Regions from separate parts of the Gossypium hirsutum genome. Here region 1 is linked to region 2. A link is a contact called in public Hi-C data. All regions are on one chromosome and are shown on one strand. The core of a region is the stretch at or near the end of the contact, and the rest is flanking DNA. Distances in the headings are between cores, read along the strand shown.

Region 1 (4,092 bases), core at 1,423-3,922, 200 kb before region 2:
ATTTTCCCAAATCAGTACCTAAATTATAATTTTGTTACACTTTTTGGCCCTTATTGTTAACAGTGTTAAAAAAACAATCAATCAAAACACACCACATGTCCTTGTTTACTGCTAACGTGAACGATACCATGGCCATTGACCGCATTGACCATGCGTTGATTACATTGACCAGACCAAAAAAATTATAAAAAAAATTATTAAAAATCATAAAAAATATATTTAAAAATTATAGAAAAATTGCAAATTATTAAAATATTAAATTTTTTTAAAAATATTAAATATAGTAAATAATTATTAAATATAGTTTAAAATATTTTAAAATTATAAAAATTTATTAAAAAATATAAACCATTATTTAAAAATTTCAAAAAATTATTAAAAATTATAAAAATTATTTAAAAATTGTGAATTTAGTGGCATTTAATCGAAAATTCACAATTTTTGAATAATTTTTACAATTTTTTTAATCGAATCATATGTTGATACTATTTCGAGATTGCAAATTTGAAAACAGTAATGCCCAAATAAATCAAGACAAAAAAGTAGATGACAACATAGAAATCGCCTTGTATTCTTTTGGAATTTGTAGAGAAAATTGAAGAAGAAAAACTTATTTTGTTAATTATTTACAAATTTTTAATATTTTTTATAGTTTTTAATAATTTTTAAAAAATTAAATAATATTTATTGTTTTTATAATAATACTTTTTCTCAATAGTGTCAGAAATGATGATTTTGAAACCCTAATAATCTTTACGAGGTTAATATAAAAGTTAATTAAAATAGGGTCCCTTAATTTTGTCAAATGGATGTAAAAAATATTTGATGCAACACTCACAATATGGCAGTGTTATCAGATGTAGTCGCGCGCTGGAAAAGTGGCCAATGTTGTGGAGAAAATAGATGGAGATGGCTACCAACGTTAAAATGAAACCTTCAGCTGTCTATAAGGTGAAACACATGGGGTCACATTTTACCATTCATTTTCCAGAAGAAACATGGGCGCTTTACAATGAACACAGAGGCCAAACAAAGAGGTACCAAATCAGGGAAACAGCAAAGTCAAGCTGACAGGGCTAAACATGCCGATATTTATTTATTTTTTTGACTACCAACCAAAAGCCCAATGTTAAAAGCTCAAAGCTAATTAAAATCAATTAAAACAAAATCAAAGTCCCAAGAATTTTGAAATTAAAAAGTAATAGTTCTGAATCAAATTTAGGTTGATAATAACAATACAAAAATTTCTAATTAAATAATCAAACATCTCTTTCAACATATTCTAACATATTATTTTACACCCAAATTACAAAAATTATTAATTATAAGAGGATGACAAAGCCTCAACAGTAATACAATTAGTGCAACTCGATCCCAAATCATACTTAAAATAATAAAAATACTGACTATTAAATCAACACGGGATCAATTAAATGGTAAAATATTAAAAACTCAAAGCAAACATTAATTAAAGATATTAAAAAAAAAAATAAACAAAGAAATTGATGATGGCTACTTTTTCTTCTTAAAATAAGACAAGATTTTATAAAATTTATGTACAATTCCAGTGTTAATTGGTTACCAATTTCAGTGTTAACTTTTCAAAAAAAAAGACAAAAAATTATATAAAAGTGTTTTTATCTTTCGCGAAAAAAAAAACACTTTTTAACTCTCACAGTGTTGATGTTGATAGGCTACTTAAACATGCCTTTAAATAGTGTGAACACATTAGTAGAAATTAAAGTTATACATCAATCATTATATTTATGATTTCTTAACACTTTTAAATTACCATTTTTAAATGTTTTTTGTCATCTTATAAAATGTTTTAATTTATATAATTAACTCGTGTATCCAACGGGCAAAAAAAAATTAGTTTATGATGTTTTAAGCTTATTATTTAAAAAGTTAAAACATCCACTAAATTTTATTACTTTTCACAAATTTAAAATTTAATTGTTGTATTTTTATTTTTAATAATTTAGTTATTTTACATTTTATATTTTTAAATTTAAATTCAATTGTTAGTACTATTAAAATTAATTTGTTAAATTTAGATTCATTACAACATCATTTTTTTAGTTATCAAATGAGTTTTTTTATTTCAAAATACCATATTAATAAATTTAATAAAAAATAATATTTTAATAATTAAATTTAAATTTTAAAATCTAAAAAACAATGAGATTAATTTCTTAAAAATAAAAGCATAAAGACTTAAATTTAAATTTACTAAGAATAGAGGCATATTTTAACATCATCTTCATTATTATGGAACCATATTAGTCTTTGTACTAAAGACAAATGAAACCATATTAGCTTTAAAGGACAGAGAAATTGGGAGTGCAAAATTTGTGCCAGATATCATATTCTCTTAAGTTATACGAGGTCAAACTCCATTTTAGGAGAAAGTATTATATGGAATATGGATATTATTTTTTTTAATAATTTTATGTTACATCAATAATTTTATCTTGAATATCAGAATTTTAATTTAGATTTGATTTTATTTAAAATAAAAATATTAAAATTCAATATAAAAATATTGATAGTACATAAAACTATTAAAAAAAATATAGATATCATAAATTCACTTTTTCCTACAATTCTTTTCCCAATTATGGACGTCGGTTAAGAAAACACCAAGCAAACATTAATTAAATTAAAATTTGGCCAGATAACCTATCGCCTTCAACCTCACACTTGACTTATTTTTCCCACTCTAAGATTCCATAGTCTTATCTGAAGTAGTCGCGCGCGGGAAAAGGTAGAATTAAGATGGCCGCCAATGTTAGAATGGAACCTTCAGCTGTCTATAAGGTGAAGCACATGAGGCCACATTTTACCATTCGTTTTCCAGAGGAGTTGATTTGAAGAAAACTATGCGCTTTTCCAATGAATACAGAGGCCAAACAAAGAGGTACCAAATCTGAGAAGGAGAGAAGGGCTAGACATGCTGCAATCTGTAGAGAGTCTCGACAGAGAATCAAAGTACATTGATATTAAGCCATCATCAATTACTTTGTTTATTTTTTTGAAGTCTTTAATTAATGTTTGCTTGGTGTTTTTATAACTAAGACGAAGCGTGAGCAACTTGAACGAGAGATCCCAATGTTGAAGACTGAATCCCGGAATATGAAAATGGAGTTTGAGAATTACAAATCTAGCACAGAGCTTGAGCTCCAACAACTTAGGAGAACTATTGTGGAACAGGTTTTGCACTCCCTATTTCTCTCTCCTTTAAACCTAATATGGTTTTTGCGAAGGTTAAACGACAACATTGTGCTCTTTTGAAAAGTTGAAAAACATCATCTCTGTTCCAACACAACAATGGAATACTGAAATTAGCAAACAATTAACAGTGGAACTATACATAAATTTCATAAAATTTATTTATCACGATCTTGGATATACTATATATGAGGATTATTTTGGATCATGGAAACCTTTAGCTCTCCTAAAACTTCCTAAATTACTAGGAAGAATAATGATTTATGCTTTTTTTTTCGCAAGCATTAGCATTTTTGTTTATATGATAATTGTGTTTTTCAGAAAGCAAGCGAGGAATTGATGAAGCAACTCTTCATTCATTTGATGGCATACCATGTACGGAAATTTGTATAGTATTAACCGTTTCTCTCTTTTTCTTACAAAAGATCTGCTGCTTATACCCAACATTTGGTCAAATCCATGTTATATTTTATTCAAAGAGATGAAGATGAATAATGTATTTCTCTTCGATTGCAGGGGCATAACTTTGGTTCTTTTGACCAGGTATTCTCTAATTACGTTGTATATGATAATTTCCGATTATCCCATCTTCATCAATTGAGTGCTGAACTCAATTCTTTGTTGCAGGCAGTAAAATGGTTTGCATCGCAGAATTATGCGGGAGGTGGTCAAGTTTCAAGAGCCTCTGGAACTGGTTTACAGAATGTTAATAGATTGGTGGGATCAGTACCGGTTCCAACAATCGACTTTCAAGCTTCGATGGTTGATTGTGATCAGCAAATGTGTTTTGGTAATTATATAACCCTTGAGCCACGCCTTGATTACATTGCTTGGTATTTTGTATTAATAGACTTGTAACAT
Region 2 (4,594 bases), core at 1,986-4,485:
AATTTTCAGCATATTCATCCATGGCATAACTTCTATACTTTGATAAATTTTCAAATTAATCCCCCAAATAGATGAATTAGACTATCCCGATTTCAAAAATATAAAAATTACTAAAAATGAGGCTTGAATACTTACCCAATTATGCCAAGAAATCTTGTTTTCTCTTTCCTAGGATTTCCATGATGGAATATTTTGGGAAGAAGATGATATAAAATGATTTTTATTTCTTATTAATTATTTATCATCCATTATTTTTTTTCTTTTCCAATCTAGTCCTTACCCTTTTTTAATTTTTCCATGGATGAATCATCAAAAATATCTACTAACTTTTCTTTAATGATTTAATTACCATATAAGGACCTCAAGTTTTGAATTCCATAGCTATTTGATCATTCTAGCTACTAAAGTCTAACTTTTGCTTTTTATGCAATTTGTTCCTATCCGTAATTAAACACAAAATCAATAAAATTTTCTTATCAAAATTTTCTTATGAAATTTCTATCAAAATACTAACCATGCAAAAATATAAAAATAAATTTTCTTTCCAGCTTGTATTTGTGGTCACGAAACCACTGTTCCGATTTTATTGAAAATGGGCTGTTACATTCTCAGTGTCACAGATTTCACCGTCGTAGTAAATAACAACACTAATACGTCCACTCATTTTCAACCAAATTATCTTTCGAAAGAAATTCAAAACAAAAAGACATTATGCAAAAATATAATGATTCGTATAACTATTAATACGATAAATCAACTTATACCTTCTCAACTTCTTCAATTTTTATTCTTCTAAACTTCTTGAATTTCTTTTGGTGTAACTTATGCAACAAGAGAATGAAATTTGGGTCATTTATAGCCTAAGGGATGGTGGGATGCACTGTCACCAGCACTACTGAAAAGAGCATCCAATTGAGAGTTTTTTTCAATACTTTTGCTGATAATGCATCTTGCTTGAAGCGTTTTTCAACCCCAACTATCAAATTTTCCGGGAATTCCGGGATATTTTTTAGAGCCATCTTCTCAAAATTATTTTTTCAAAATTAACAGTACAAAAAAAAGCATCCAGTTGTAAGCTTTTTCTATACTATTACTGACTGTACAAAAAAACAAAATACATCTCGTCAAAATAATTTTTTTAGAACACATCACGTCAAATTTATTTTTTTTCATATCCCATCTTGTCAAATTTATTTATTCCAGAACAATACTTAGCAATTAAAAAAATAAACACTAAAGCCCTAGACCATAGACCTTAATTTATTTTTTCTTAAACCCTAAAACAAACCATAAACCCTAATTTTTCTTAAACCCTAAACTAACCCTAAACCTAAGCCCTAATATGCAAATAACCCAAAAGCCCTAATCAAACATGGAGAAAAACGTGTCTTTGTCAGTTCTCTTTACTAAAGCGTGTCCACGTCAGCGCGCTTTTCTATGTTTTTCCCTGAAAATGCGTCCACGTCAGCACGTTTTAGTGTATTCGGTCCATTTGCAGTAAATATTTTTTGGAGTGGCCCATTTCTGTAAATAATTTAAGAAATGGGCCTTTTCTGGCACTATCCCAAGATTAAATGTTTAAAAATTAAGGAAAAATAAAATAGTATTTAATAATATTTCATACTTAATTTAATAATTTAATAATATTTGATACTTAATTTTAAGTAATATATTAAACATATTTTATAATTTATATTTTCAATACTTAATTTTAACTTTTTTTTAATTTATGAAACAATACCTTAATTAATTTCAAGTTTAAAAATTTATGAGTAATTTAAAACAATGAATAAAGAAACATCAGTAGTATGAGGTGGAGTCGATAATAGGAAACTTGATTACTATTAAGTTTTGAGCACAAGTTTTATGAATAAAACAAAAATTAGAAGAATTTCTTATTGAATATGGAAAACGTTACAAGTTATGTCAGCCGCCTATCCATCCTTGTCTCAACATGTTACAATAGCCGCGAGTTGAGAAATTTTTTTAATGGAGGATTGCATTATAAATATTTAAGAAGTTAAAATGTAAGTTTTTATGATTCCATATTTTTATTTTTATTTTTGAGGAGTTATTATATTATTAATTTATAATCTTATCATTTATAAAAAATTAAATTACAATTTTTTTTAATTTTTAAGACAAAAGCCTTGCTTACCTCTTGTATTAAAATGCTACCCATTTAATATTTTGTTTAATACCTTGGCTTACAATTAGAAACTTCCAAAAAAACTTGAGTGTTATGTGGCGACGAGGCACGCCACGCTTGCTATCCGACGAGATCGTCGTACGAGTATCATCGCGAGGGAGAATGATTTGTCATATATGGCTGCTGGGTAAGGGAGGTGCTATTTCTTTTATTAAATAGTATAGGACACGCCACGCTTAAAGAGTATAAGGGGATGAATGAATCACAATTTTTCTTTTTGCCTTTAATTTATTAATTTTCATGTAATATATGTTTCAAATCCATTTATTCGTTTGATTTCGAACATTCTCATCGTATAAAATTTTTTAATATTTTGATCATATAATTTTTTTTAACACAATATTTAAAATTATCTATAATTCTTTCCTAACCCATAAATAATATAAATGTTAATTGACTAATATAATTAAATTTAATAATTTAACGTAGATAAATCAAAAAGCGAATAACTTTTTTTATTTATATTTCGTGACCGATAAATTAATTTTTTTAAGAACCATGCATTTAAAAATTAATTTTTAAAATAATGACTACAAACAAAATAAATTTTAAAAAAATCTACAATTTAAAATCTTTGAAGAAGATTTCTTTTAATGAATCCAAAAATTAAAACCTGCAACAAAATCATGTATTGCCAAACAAAAAAAAAAGCTTTTGTAATTCAATTCTTTAAAAATTGATTGTAACTTAATTCAGTTTTATTGTAACAATTTAAAAAAAACTCGAATGTATTTAAATATGTATTTTTAATTTGTTGAAAGTCAATAATAATTTTAAATTTTATGCGTGATATATAATTTTATGCATAAATTTTTAAAAAAACTCAAATTAAATTAAAAATTTGAAAAAAATAAGAATTTATTATTATAAATATCATTATCCTAAAAGAAATATTTTGATTTATTTATAATATTGTTTTATCACGTCATATATTACGCCTTGTCTAAATGGCAAAAGTAATCCTGCCAAAAAAGGGAGACACAAAATTAAATAGGGAATGTTCGCGCGAACACAGAGCTCGCGATGAGACGCGAGTTTAGTCAACCTTCCCTTGCTTAATATAAACGGGGGAAGCTGCCAGTGGCCACTTTATCCTCATAAATCTCAGATCATCACTTTCTTTTTGTTAGCCTTTAGACTTGAGAAAGGTTTATCATTATCTATTGAGCTATCTCCCCTGTTCTATTTTTTTTCTTCCTTTTGTTTTTTTTCTTCCTTTCGTTCGTATCTCCCCTGTTCTTCAGTTTTGCTCTTTATCTAAAAGCGTCGACTTCGAGTCAATTATCAAGTTTTCGAAAGATTCAGGCAAATCAAATGGTTTGGAACCGAAAATAGTTGATAGTAGAAAATTGTGGGTAATCAAATCGAGATGCAGCTAAAGTTTTACAACAGAAAACAAGTCAAAAATTTAGTGAAGGTTAGAAGAAAATAGTGATATATTACTGAAGCTCATTAATGGAGGGTAAAGGTACCAAATCGGGGAAAACCCGAGCTCAAAAGGATGCTCATAACGCCCGTTGCGTACAGTACAGGCAGAAAATTAAAGTACAGTGATTAACCCGTCATCAAATTTCTTTCTTTCCTTTTTTCCCATTGTTTATTTATGTCTTTAATTAATTAATGAGTGTTTATTTATAATTGAAGAGGAGGCTCGAGGAGCTTGAACAGGTGAAGACCAAGTACTATGAAATGCTCCCAATCTTCAAGCAGATGCAAACCGAAAACCAGCAGATGAAAATGGAGTTGAAGCAAAACGAGTCTATAATTCAATATATGCAAAATTGTATTCAACAGTTTAAGACTACACTTGAGGCACAGGTTCAGCTCTCTCTCTTAGATTATTATCGTTGCATTAGGACAATAATTAGCTTAAACAATAATAAATTAGTTGGTCAGTAGGTCAATATATGTCAGGGTTGGCCTTGAATACATACATATATGATCCTTACAATTAATAGTATCTTGGAACATGGGAAACCTTGAAGTCTCCTACTAATAGGAAGACTTGTGCTGATTCCTAAGCATAGTCTAACAATACCCATTTTTGTTTATAAGATAATTGTGTTTTTCAGACAGCAAACGAGGCATTGATGAGGCAAATCCCCATTCGATGGGAAGTTGATGTACGGAGATTTGTATTTTAGAAACAATTTTCCCATTAAAAAAATTGCTTATATATTTTTATCTGTGAGGTAGTTGATCGATCCCTAACAATTAAAAGTACTGTCCTCTGAAAATTTTCTCTCTCATAGTATATCGAAAGCCAGTGTGCAGTTAGCAATCACTTGGTGGGGGGTTTTATTTCTAGTACTATGCTGAGAGTCAGCATATAGGAAGTGATTGTCCAATGAGTAGGGACAAAAGCAAGGGGGCAAACAGCGGCAT

What was found. Hi-C and Micro-C count contacts between places; a contact is called where the count stands out from the background.
Region 1: a Hi-C map of leaf shows a contact between it and region 2, with 2.4 times the contacts expected there. The contact joins the promoter of LOC107952223 here to the promoter of LOC107951311 in region 2. A contact is called at or near these places in 2 of 34 Hi-C or Micro-C datasets (both in leaf).

The regions. Positions count from the first base shown.
Region 1 is chrA02:43,409,751-43,413,842 of Gossypium_hirsutum_v2.1, reverse strand. It overlaps LOC107952223, which reads left to right and starts at 2,672. Exons shown (of 8, transcript XM_016887495.2): 1 at 2,672-2,991; 2 at 3,079-3,213; 3 at 3,553-3,606; 4 at 3,748-3,774; 5 at 3,859-4,021. The coding sequence starts at 2,896.
Region 2 is chrA02:43,212,445-43,217,038 of Gossypium_hirsutum_v2.1, reverse strand. It overlaps LOC107951311, which reads left to right and starts at 3,235. Exons shown (of 8, transcript XM_016886315.2): 1 at 3,235-3,754; 2 at 3,854-4,027. The coding sequence starts at 3,665.